Linked DNA regions of Zea mays: region 1 is linked to region 2. A link is a contact called in public Hi-C data. All regions are on one chromosome and are shown on one strand. The core of a region is the stretch at or near the end of the contact, and the rest is flanking DNA. Distances in the headings are between cores, read along the strand shown.

What was found. A called contact is a pair of places that touch in the nucleus more often than the background predicts.
Region 1: a Hi-C map of bundle sheath shows a contact between it and region 2, with 2.2 times the contacts expected there. The contact joins two enhancer-like sites. A contact is called at or near these places in 2 of 25 Hi-C or Micro-C datasets (bundle sheath and leaf).

The regions. Positions count from the first base shown.
Region 1 is chr9:124,370,884-124,376,635 of Zm-B73-REFERENCE-NAM-5.0, forward strand. No RefSeq gene overlaps it. Among protein-coding and RNA genes, the nearest start is that of LOC118473386, 16 kb to the left of the region's middle. Within about 2 kb of position 2,243, at least 5 of the 20 cell types and tissues checked have an H3K27ac peak or open chromatin away from gene starts, as enhancers often do. A contact at or near this core is called in bundle sheath, where this site is marked.
Region 2 is chr9:124,209,382-124,215,565 of Zm-B73-REFERENCE-NAM-5.0, forward strand. No RefSeq gene overlaps it. Among protein-coding and RNA genes, the nearest start is that of LOC103638982, 37 kb to the left of the region's middle. Within about 2 kb of position 3,735, at least 15 of the 20 cell types and tissues checked have an H3K27ac peak or open chromatin away from gene starts, as enhancers often do. A contact at or near this core is called in bundle sheath, where this site is marked.

The DNA of each region.
Region 1 (5,752 bases), core at 993-3,492, 160 kb after region 2:
AACGTCGGGCTGCCTCCCCGGTCGAGGAGGGAGGGACTTGTTGTGGTTCTCCATGGTAAACCACTCAATGTGCCATCCTTTAATGTTGTCCTTCAGGGGATATCAAGATACTCTGTTTTCCTGCCCCGCGAAGCTCCAGGCTGCACCATCAACAAGTTGATGTTATCCTCTGGTCATCCCAGGCCGACAGTGGTAGAGGTATTTCCAAAGCCCGAAATGAGGAAGAATTCTAAGGAAAGCTTCGCAGAGGTGCACAAAAATGGCAATTTGAATAATAGAACTGGGGTTTAAGTGTGTAAGATTCAGATCGTAAAAATCGAGCAGGCCGCGGAAAAAGGGAGAAGCTGGCAGAGCCAGACCTCGGAGTGAGAAAAGGCACGAAGACGACAGCTTCATGGATGTCCTCTGTCGGAATGGTAACCTGTGTCAGATTCGTTAGGAACACAGCTCCTTCGGCGGCAGAACACCAGTTTCGACGAGGTGCAAGAGGTCAGACTCGGAGACGACGGACATATGGTTGCCAGCAAACGGAAGTTGACTATTAGGATCGTTTGGCCGGATAATTGGAACAACGGTACTCTGTCTCTTCCTCTTGGGAGCCATCGCAATCTCTCAAGCGAAGCGGGCGAGCTCAAGAACTCAGAAAACAGAGAAGTGGCAGAGAAAAAAAGCAAGAATTAGGGTTCGGAACTCAAGGGTATACGTCAGCATAAATATAAGTGCTCGATAAGTCGGGCACAAAAGTGCCAGATCATAACTCGAAAAAGCGGAAATCACAAGCATCAAATGCCAGTGTGCCGTCAATTGCGCAAACAAAAGCATGCAACAATGGAGCAGCAAAGAACTGCATTTTATTCATAGAGGGAGATTGTTACAAACTTGAGGCCGACTCATTATGAGTTGGCCTCCTTCACCCCTTGGTCATTACATTACATTACACTACTCTATTACTTACACTACGCTATACTAATAGTATCTTAATCTACTACTGCTTACTACTACTTACTGCTGCTGCTGCTGCTGCAATTTATACTAATATCTAAACCAGCAACATTATGCCATAAAATTTAAGTATCGAATTAAATTAGGATCGAGCTGTACTTTTTTATTAATTTTTAAATTAAAATTAATTTAAGAATATAACAAATTGTGAAGTGACATTTAGATCGTGATCCGTTACTACCTCTATACACCACGTACAGATCGACACATGGCCTCAGCTCATATAAGCCCGGTCAACAAGCAGAGAAGGCGGACCTAAGAAGAGTGGCCACTGGGCACTGGCTCTGTGAAGCTGAAGCCTGAAACCATTAATTAGACGAGACATATAGAGTAGGCTCATAGCTGTAAGCCTGTGAGGCTGTGACTGAATACATTGTAAGACTATCTTTACTCATCATTTATTTCAAACTTTACTCTATAAACCTAGTATTTTATATAGTTATATATATGCACGATCTACCAGTCATAAAGCTTAAAGAACAAAAGACAGAGCATGATAAAGAGTAAGTTCATAGCTGTGAGAGCGTGTGACTGAGTATTAATTATATGCCATATGAAGTGGTGATAGGACCATGGGAAATATGGGCTTTGAAAGTTTAGTTTCGTGTTTGTTTTTGGCTTATACATATAGCCTCAGAAATTAGCAGCACGCGCAGGGAACTGGTACAGTTCATAGTAGTCTCTGCATGTGATATAGATACTACCCATCTGATCTGAGCCGCCCGGCGAATACGCATGTGGGGCTGTACATGTGCACATACACAGTGCTCATTCGCCTACCTCATGCCGTCGTCTGAGCAGCAGAAGGCGTACGGCGTGTGTCCATCTCGTCTCGTCTCGTCTTCTAAAGCACGCTAGCCTTTTCAATGCGATATGCACGGGGTATGCGGTGCCCCACGTACGTTTTGGCCAAACACGTCGGTCCATGCATCCGATGTTTCCACCATGGTACTGCCCAACAGCGAACGTCCCAACCAATCCATTCAGCAGCCGCCGGTTGCTCTTAAATATAATCCTTCGAATTCGAATTCGTTTGTCCCGTTCACCATTGGTGCTACTACCTACTACGAGGAGTGGCGAAGAAAGATGTCTACCATGGATGGACCTGGACCTGTCACTACATCTCGATCGGCGAGCGAGCTTCTTCCCGCGTCGCTTTTGCAGACAAGAATCACAGAAAGGTACGTGGTCGCTGCTCTGATTCAGAGACGTCGCTATCCATATGTGTTGTCGATCGAGGCCTCCACCTCAGCGCGAGTCGGCTGTGGCTGCGTGTGTGAACTGTGAAGCCGCCCCTCCGCCGTTCCGCCCCCCCCCCCCCCCCCCCCCCCCCCCCCTCTTTACCACTACCGCCATGCATATATCCACGTGAAGAATCCTGAAGCTTCAGTTCTGTCAGCACCATTAAAACCACGAGGCTGGAGATCAGCATCATGAACAGATGTACACAGCAAAATTAAGTCAGGATACGATTGTCTGTGGTTTGAATCTTTGTTCGTAACACAAGATGCAACGAAGGTACAAAATTCCATCCATAAATTTTAACCTTTGGTATAAACAGTGGCATACCCAGATTCAAACCTACAGTATAGTCTAGAACAAAAAGACTGACATATTAGATTTTTGCCCGTAACTCTCTCTCTATTCAAAAATGGCAGTCATATTTAGATCGGAGAAAAAAGTATATATATTATATTTTTTATTATTAAATTTTTTATAGTACAAACTCGATGCTTAAAATTCAATATCACCTTATAGATGTTTTTAACATGAATTCACTGATGCAAGTTCTATGCTCTAAGAGAAGTTATTTTCTTAGCTCCTGGCCTTCCGTCCACAAAAGCTTTCAGCTGTAGAATCCGTAGTTATCAAACTACTTTAAGTTTGACCAATTTTATATTTAATAGCATTGGTATTTATGTCTCTAAATAAGTTCATTATAAAATATATTCTATAACTGATTTAATGATATTTATTTTTGCATCACGAATGGTAGCACTGCACTCTTTTGCGGGGGGAGTGTAGTTCATTTTTTAGGACTTGTTCGGTTAGGGGAGGATTTGAGGGATTGAATCTCCTCCTATACAAATTTGTATAAAAAGAGATTTAATTCCCTTCAATACTAATCAATCCACCTCAAACCGAACAAGACCTTAGTCTTTTGTTTAGGTACTCTAGTATTTACCTAAATCTATATGTATTGATGTGGATTGGGTTGTAAATTAGTTTAAGTTACACTCTAATCCATCTCAATACATGTGAATTGAGGTCAACACTAGAGTATCCAAACTAGCCCTTAGAGAACTTCTCATAATCAACATAGAACCAACAAAACTAAGGTACTGTTTGGTTCCATTAGTCCTATGACTAAAGTTTAGTCCCTACTCTGTTTGGTTGTAGGGACTAAACAAATTCTAAATACATTAAGGCCCTGTTTAGTTTGAGGGATTAAAGATTAGTCCCTCCATTTTAGTCTCATTTAGTCCCTAAATTACCAAACGGTGGGACTAAAATATCGACTAAACTGTTTTAGTCTTCTATTCCCTCAAGGGGTGATTAAAATGGACTAAACCATATAAATTCCACTTTTTACCCCTCCTTTATTTCAGTTGTACTAATTGCGGGAGAATGCTAAGGTGTATTTTAGTCCTCTTATGATTCACTTATTAATGTGTTTTGAATAATTTTAGTCCCTAAAACCAAACAGGGTAAGGACTAAACTTTAGTCTCTGGACTAAAGTAACCAAACGGAACCTAAATGCAACACATAAATATCCAAATACTCCTTTTCTTGTTTTACACCTGTTTTCTAGGCAAGAGCAATTAGAGTAAATGTTACCTTTTAGTCCTTTTTAGCACTCATATGAGGGACTAGAGAATAAAGTCAATCAGTCCCTACTTTAGTCTTTCCATTTAATAAAATAGAGACTAAATAAGACTAAAAATCAAGAATTAAAGATTAGTCCTTCTAATCAATCGAGGCCTCGGTTAGCATAAACTTTCATAGATTCGGCCAGCCCTCAAAGCCGTTATGGGAGCTCTGCCAAGCTAGCAAACCCCTCGTATAAACATGCCCATTCCACGTGAAACATGTCGCCAATGAGTCGGTGTCATTGCGCATATATCTAGTTGATGTAATTGTACCACGTCGATAGGAAAGGAAAAAAAAAAGGCTCGTCCGACTTGTGACACGTGGGGAGGACAAAATGACTGTCGTGGCAGCCATGCGTTCGTATGTTCCGAATATTTAACCTCGTTTTGCTCACCCTATGTTCACGCAATCACACCCACATGATATACATAATATTACTCACCCTTTATTCACATACCAACTCCAGCAGCATCCTTACGTGGCCATATATTTCCATTTTACACGATGTAAGGTAGTGTTTGGATGAAGAGAAAAGGAAAGATAAAGAGGGATGGGATGAGATCATTCTAACTTGATCCGTGTTTGGTTTGGAGGTTCAGAGTCAGGGTCAAGAATTATTCTTTAAAAATGGTGGACGAAGTCATTCCTTAAAAATAAGGGACGAGGTCAGCCTAGGGTTGATCCCGACCCATCCCTAGTTGATACCGAACCAAGCACTACCTAAGTTACTGTCAGCAGACTCGGTATAAGGCCGTGTAAAATGTGTGCCGCACATTCAGACTACCCATTCCTCTGGTGTCTCTCCTCCGTGCAAAGAAAAACAGGGATACGAAGTCTACTAGAAATGGGAACAGATGCACGATCTCATTGTATATTGTTAACCGTGCTAAATATGGATAGGGAGAGGGAGTCTGCTGGAGTTAGTCTAAGGATGGGTCATGGCTCTTGGTGCGGAATACCACACTTTGTTGTCATACGGATGATATGGATGATGACAGTCTAGTCTCCAGATTGAAGGCTACTAGTTTATCTTAAACCTTGGTTATGTAATTATGTTGCTGGATGTATGTTCTAAATAGAAGACGGAAGTTGTACCGGGGCTTTCACTAGTACAAAAAGGCTCAAAGCCTGCGGGGACGATATATTTTTACAGGCGGTTTCGGTTATCCACCGACTGTGTTATTTCTAGTGGCGGTTCCTTAAGAAAACCGCCACTAGAAATCGTATTTCTACTGGCGGTTCCTTAAGAAAACCGCCAGTAGAAATCCATGATTTGTAGTGGCGGTTTTCTTAAGGAACCGCCACTAGAAATCATTTTTATCCTTAATTTTTCGAGTTTTTCAAACGGCCTCGTATGACAAAACCACCAAAATAAAAGTTGTAGATCTCTAAAAGTTATGAAACTTTGTAGTTGACAACTTTTTTGTTTGAACTCATTTCGGTTCTCAAAAATTGAATCTAAGTATGTCAAATTTAAAATTCAAATTTTGCAAACTACCTCGGATGAAAAAAGTGTCAAAATAAAAGTTGTAGAACTTCAAAAGTTATTTATCTTTGTAGTTGACAACTTTTTTATTTGAATTCGTTTAGGGTCTCAAATAAGCAATTTACACTCAAATGGTTGTAATATGTGGAGAAAACAACTACAAACTAGACACAAGACATGTCATAGACGGAGTGGTAGGGGAGGGTACACGCGAGGGTGAGGTCGACGGTTCGAATACTAACAACCGCGTAGCGCGCGAATTTTGCGCGAAAAATGCCGCGACTTGCACTGGAAACGATTTTTAAAAATATGTTTTATGTTTCCTGGAAACGATTTTCACTGGCGGTTTTATTACGTCGACCGCCAGTGAAAATCGATTTTCACTGGCGGTT
Region 2 (6,184 bases), core at 2,485-4,984:
CCCAGTACGTGGTGTGGTGGCTGGCTGCTGGTGTGGGATGTACGACGTTGCGATTAGTAATTCCTGAAAATAGGTACTACCTCCGTTCACATATTATTGATACTATTATTTTTTTCGAAAACTTTGACCACTCGTCTTATTTATAACTAGTCGGTTGACCGTGCGTTACGACGGTTCACAACAATACCTACGTAAACCATCCACAAAAAGAATCTCAATATTTTTTATTGATTGTCTCCGTTCTCCGCATAATATTTTTTTTGATTTGACTGACTGATGTTATTGTTTACTCCATCCAATATGTCTTGATACAACACGGCCACTGAAGAGAGCGATTACAAGCGAGTTCACAACGACTGACTGAACAAACAAAGCTTATAGAATAACATAATTCCACCATATAGATCAGACCAAATAAGAGAAAGTTTGTGAGTTCAAGTTTCTAAAATAAATTTCATGAACTCAAACTTATAAAAAAGATAGATCAAAATATGGAGTGGTTGCTAAACTAGATGCGTTCCATACAAATTATTATATTTTATAGCAATTACTAACGTTTAAAACCAACAAATAACCTTTCCTTTTACTGTTAGTATGACAAATCATCGTTGCTCCATCCAATTCAGCAATCTCAAATACCATGGAGTCCATTGCGCCAATGTGGTCTCAGAAATGACCTAATGCTTGCAAGAGCCAAGAACACAAGAGACGAGCACCGTATGGTAGTGCCCGCATGGATCTCCAAATCCTAACACATATTTTGCAGGATCTATGAGCCATCATCAGAAGAACACAAACCACGTGCAGATAATAAATAAAGTATTAACATATCCAAAGTATGTTCAGTCCTTAGCACAACAAAAAACTAACACCCAAAATAACAGAGGAACAACACAATAATTTTTGCAATGACAGAAGGACGAGTGACAGGTACATAGAAGCGATAGAAGCATACTGAGTCGACACCGTGGTAAGGAAAAGACCATGTAGACAGGCGATGCCGAGCCATTGAACGGGTACCATAGGCAGCAAATCAGTGACCCCCATCCCTCGCATCCCCACTTCCAAGGTTTCGTAGAGCAGGAAGGAAAGGGAAGAGACGGGCATACCTGTTCGTTGCCAGAGAAGAACACGACGAAGACATGAATATCTAGAGTCGACATAGATAGTATACCGCTAGATACATATAGGGAGAGAGCATGCAAGCAGAGAAAGAAGCTCAGCTGGAGCAGCACCAAACTGAGAGGCACTCGCACCAGGCGTCGATCCGAGAAGAGCGAGAGAATGCGAGTGCCTTCCCAGCCCTGGACCTGCCGAGGCGACACAACACCACCACCAACTCCGTAGCATATGCCGACTACTGCCACGCTACGGACCTTAGTTGTCCAATATCTCAGACCTGAACTCCTCATTGCCAAGATAACCTAAGCGTGGCTGTCGCCACCGTGTCCTCCTCGGCGGCATGCACGAAGAAAGGCCAGGAGCAAGACCGACTTGCCCCGTACCCGCGTCGAAGAGCATCTGTCGGCTCGCGGCTGCGACCGTGGGCGGGGGCAGTAGGTTGGCGAGGAAGAACATGGCGAAGGCCAGGAAGACGAACGGGACGCCCAACAACGGCGAAAACGATGGTGCGCGCATACTATGAAACGTCCTCGTGGACGTGCAATAGCCACTGCGCGGGTAGATGTCGAGGCTGGTGTTGAACGAATACGGGGAGGAGGCGCCTGCTCCCACGCCCTCTTCTGAGAATGGGGTGGCGCAGAGACGGAGGCATGAAGGGAGAGACGAGGTGGCGACAACTGAGGCGAGGACCATCATTATCGTGCGGTGGTATAGATGATCAAATGGGCCGTGTATGACGGGCCGACCTGAGGCACGACCCATTTAATAGTGCCTGGGCCAGCCCGACACGAGCGTCGTGTCGTGCTTGGGCTATAGCATCGGCCCGTAGTGCTGACAGCTCGACACGATTATATTTTTTTGTTTTACAGAAAAAATTATATAAATATGTACAATTTATATTCAATATTAAAAACACTTGATGTTGTACTGGTTAGACGGCTTCACGGTTGGCCCGACACAGTCAACACTTTTAAATAAGATAATTGATTAAAGTTTTTTTTAAAAGTCAACAATGTCAAATATTTATGTATTTATGAAAGGAGGGAATACTACACATGCATGTTGTTTGTCGGTAGCCGGCGGTCCACGAAATTTCGCACGTGGAAATTACGTACGCGTCAGGCAGATATATGCTGCTCGCGCCCTCTCGCTTTATTTTGTTTTATTTTATTTATTTCACGGTCGGCTTTATGATGAACGGATCGGATCCGGTGTGTATATGCGACGGACAAGACAAGAGGATCAAATAATAGTCAATCGACACACGTTGCTGATGGCGAGTGGCGACACATCTCTCTATCTATCTATCATCTATGTGCTTGCTTAGAGCATCCATCTCAATCCACTACATGATCTTCCTTCCCTTCTTGCTCCCACTGATATAATATCTTCTTTCTCGAATATTTGTCGCATGTTATAAACTAAAACATGATAAATTAAAAAGAATGGTAGAAGCATATACGCTGATAATAACAACACATGAAGAATGAAGCGATCAGGGGCGGAGCCAGGATTGCGATATAAGGGGGGCCGACTAATTCATCAATACTATATGATAAAAAATATTGTATACTGTTATCAAGTTTAAGCACTCGACATGGAATAAGAATTCTAGATCTTTATAAATTATCTTAGTGTATGAGTCCATTTTCTAGCTAATTTATATATTGAACTAAAGTTGTGACACAAGAACAATAAAGACGACATAATAATGAATATCTGATCGATGAGATTCAACTTTTATATAATGACTATAGTATTCATGAGGCAGCTAACAAATTTTTGAGAGAAATTAAAAATTTCCAGCTAGCCTCGAGGATGCATAAAAATTCGTCAACCTACGCAGGTACATGTCAAATTTGTCGTGTACACACCAACTATCAGGTGATAATTTTAGTTGAAATTTATAGATTTTATTATCCACAAGATCTAATATAGTATGTATATAAGTTACTAGCACTCATTATGCTGGTCGCGTGATCATATTCTTTGGACATTGGTTGTGGGGCTATGGCAGAGGCAAGTCAAGTGGCCAGCGACAATCGGCAACTGACTAGACAGACAATAGGATGAATCATAAAGGGGTGAGGTTCAGATATCAGCGTCTGCAAGCGAATTAGGTTTGACGTTTCATGTATCGATTGGTCATTCAACGAATATTTTATCTTATATTCTTTGTCTGTTTTAGACTTTGGTTGGCATACTACAATAGAGTTATGGATCATGTATTACCAACCACTATATTAAACTTTGATTAATTGTGCCGCATAAATTTTAGTGTATATATATTTAGACTATATTTATATATTTTCTTGTCTTTGTGTCGCAGCCTTGGGAGGGGCCATGGCCCTGCCGGCCCCACTTGGCTCCGCCCCTGGAAGCGATCAACTTAATTATTAGAAGCTCAGTATCTTCTCGATTGCACATCCTGATTAACCACAGTAAGATATTCTCACATGCATGTGTGCATATTTTACATAGGAGTGTATATATAGACTTGTACGGGAAGGGAACAGAGACAGAAACGCATGCATGCATGCATGCGCTTCTGAGCTGCTCCCGTGCTCCGTGCCCCTCCTCTTCCGGTTTTTTGGTATATGCGGCCGACCTTGCACCGCGGCCTCGACAACACATTTGGATAGCGACGTGCCAAGTGCGGAAGCGTTCAGCCACGCACGCACCTTTGTCTTTTTGGAATCCTGTCCGCACAGCAGATCTAGCTAGCTACACTACACGTGATGGGAGTATATGGAGTACGTTTAAGACGCGCGGTTCATATATGGAGCATAAAATGGAACATACGACCTATATCGTCGTACCGATTACCGAAAATATCTGTATTATTCTTTTTACGCTGACCTTCACACACGTGATGGGAGTATATAGACATTCACCGCTGTACATAAAGTCTACCTCCACTAAATCTAACCTAAAACTGAAGCGATCGACAGAGCGCGAGCTTGACGGTTGACACAGATAAAACCACCACTAGAATCTTATTATTTGCTTCTATAAAAAAGATCTTTATCACTTTATTTTCTCACATACTACCTACGTTTACAAATATATGACATCGTTAACTTTTTTCGAAAACTTTTAACCACTTGTTTTATTTAAAATATTTATTTAAAAATATAAAAATTTAAGTCAAGCACAAACTATCTTAAATGATAAAACAAATTATAAAAAAAATTAATGTTCAAATACACAACTATTTAACTTAGAACAAAGCTAATTAATACGACACATAAAACAAGAATGAAGGAAATAAACATTAGCCGGCTAAACACTAGCCCATCAAAACTCTATAGGTAATCAAAATAAGCCCTTATTATCTAGCGTTAGGTCTTCATGCCGTCTCCACCACCCTACCATCTCATCTCCCATCACACCCTTTATTTAAAAATTCACTCTATCCACAGTGCACTCTATAGAGCAAAACAATGTTTTGCATGACCATATGCACGATCTGCTCGAGATAGCCCCATTCGTCGTTATTAATATATGCTTATTAATGTTTATTCCATTTTCCAACCCCATGCGTATTACTTGTACCAATCTCAGTCGTTCTATTTCCCAACCCCATGCATATTATTTATACCGATCTCAATGCAGGGTTTCATGTCCTAGACTCCTAGTTCTAAGATTCCATATGTTGAAAATAGTACATATGAGTTTCATCCACACATGAAACATTTATCATCTCTCATCAAATCTATTCCATGCCATGTGAGAGGGAAATGTGTTATATGTCATTTCTATATTGATTTTGGTGATTAATGTCCAACACAACCTCGAGATCTAACTAGTTTGATAAATGTGCACTTGCATGTTCATAAGTGCAAGATTGTGGAAATCTAGCTCAACTTATAGGTCAAACAGAGGCAAAATAAGGCAAATCTTGGATGAGGTGAGCTATGTCTAGTTACACAAGTTTGGATAGGTTCTCACTGTCCCTAGGAACAATTTTGAGCAACATAGAGGCTTTGGAATTAGATATTTAGAAAAGGTGCATTTGGAGCTGAGTTTGAGCCTAGAACATGATTCTGAGTTGGAGATAAGCAAAAAGATGAGAATCTATGACTTAGACCGATTATACATACTCTAGATAAGTTTATCTAAGTTATAGGAAGGTTGTTAAAGTTAGCCAAATTGATTGGAAGAAGATATGCAAAAAGGTGTCAAGTTCTAGCTGTTTTGGGGCGCACCTGACCCTTCTTATAGAGCGTCTGCAAAAGGACTTCAGTGGCCTGGCGCACCAAACCAGTCCGGTGATGCGTCAAACCACTTTACTGGAGAGCATTGTAGGAGCATAATTGTGGTATAGCACACCGATGGTGCACCGGTGGCACACGAGACCAGTTTACTAGAGAGGTCTGCAGTTGAAGCCCAAAGCACCTTGGCACGCTGGACCAGTCCGGTGTGCACAAGACTAGTCCAGTCCAATGGAAAGTTTCAACCTTTAACACTCGGCTTCAACGGCTAGCTGACGTGACAGAACATGTGGCAGAGTTCGGTGGTGCATCGGAACGGTCTGATGAGACCATCGAAGGCAAGTCCAGAGCAAACGTCGTTGATTGAGATTACCATTGGAGGTCCGTTGCCCCCGAGGAAAGAGTAGTTTTGCAGATTTTTTACAACGACTATTTGGGGTTTGGGGGCTATAAATACCCCAACCAGTCTATTTGAGATACCAATCACCACTATAGCTGAGGAACATTTCCATACACTAGTGCAACACATCCATGTAATTTCGAGAGATCCAAACACTCCATCTGAGCTAAGATAGTGATTCTAGAGAGAGTGTGCTTATATGCTTTCTTGGTGTTGTTGCTCTTGTTTTTTGTGATACTTCATTGTAAAGGCTAGCAAGAGGCTTTGTACTTTGTGGACTGCCTTGCGGAGATTCTTTTCTCTTCCTAGTGGATCCAAGGGCTCAAGTTTGATCGTTGGATCACTTGAGAGGGTCCGAAAAGACACTGTCCTTTGGGACACCTTAATGGGGATGTAGGTTCTTCGAAACCAAACTTTGGTAAATAAATCATGTGTCTCTTGTGTTCTT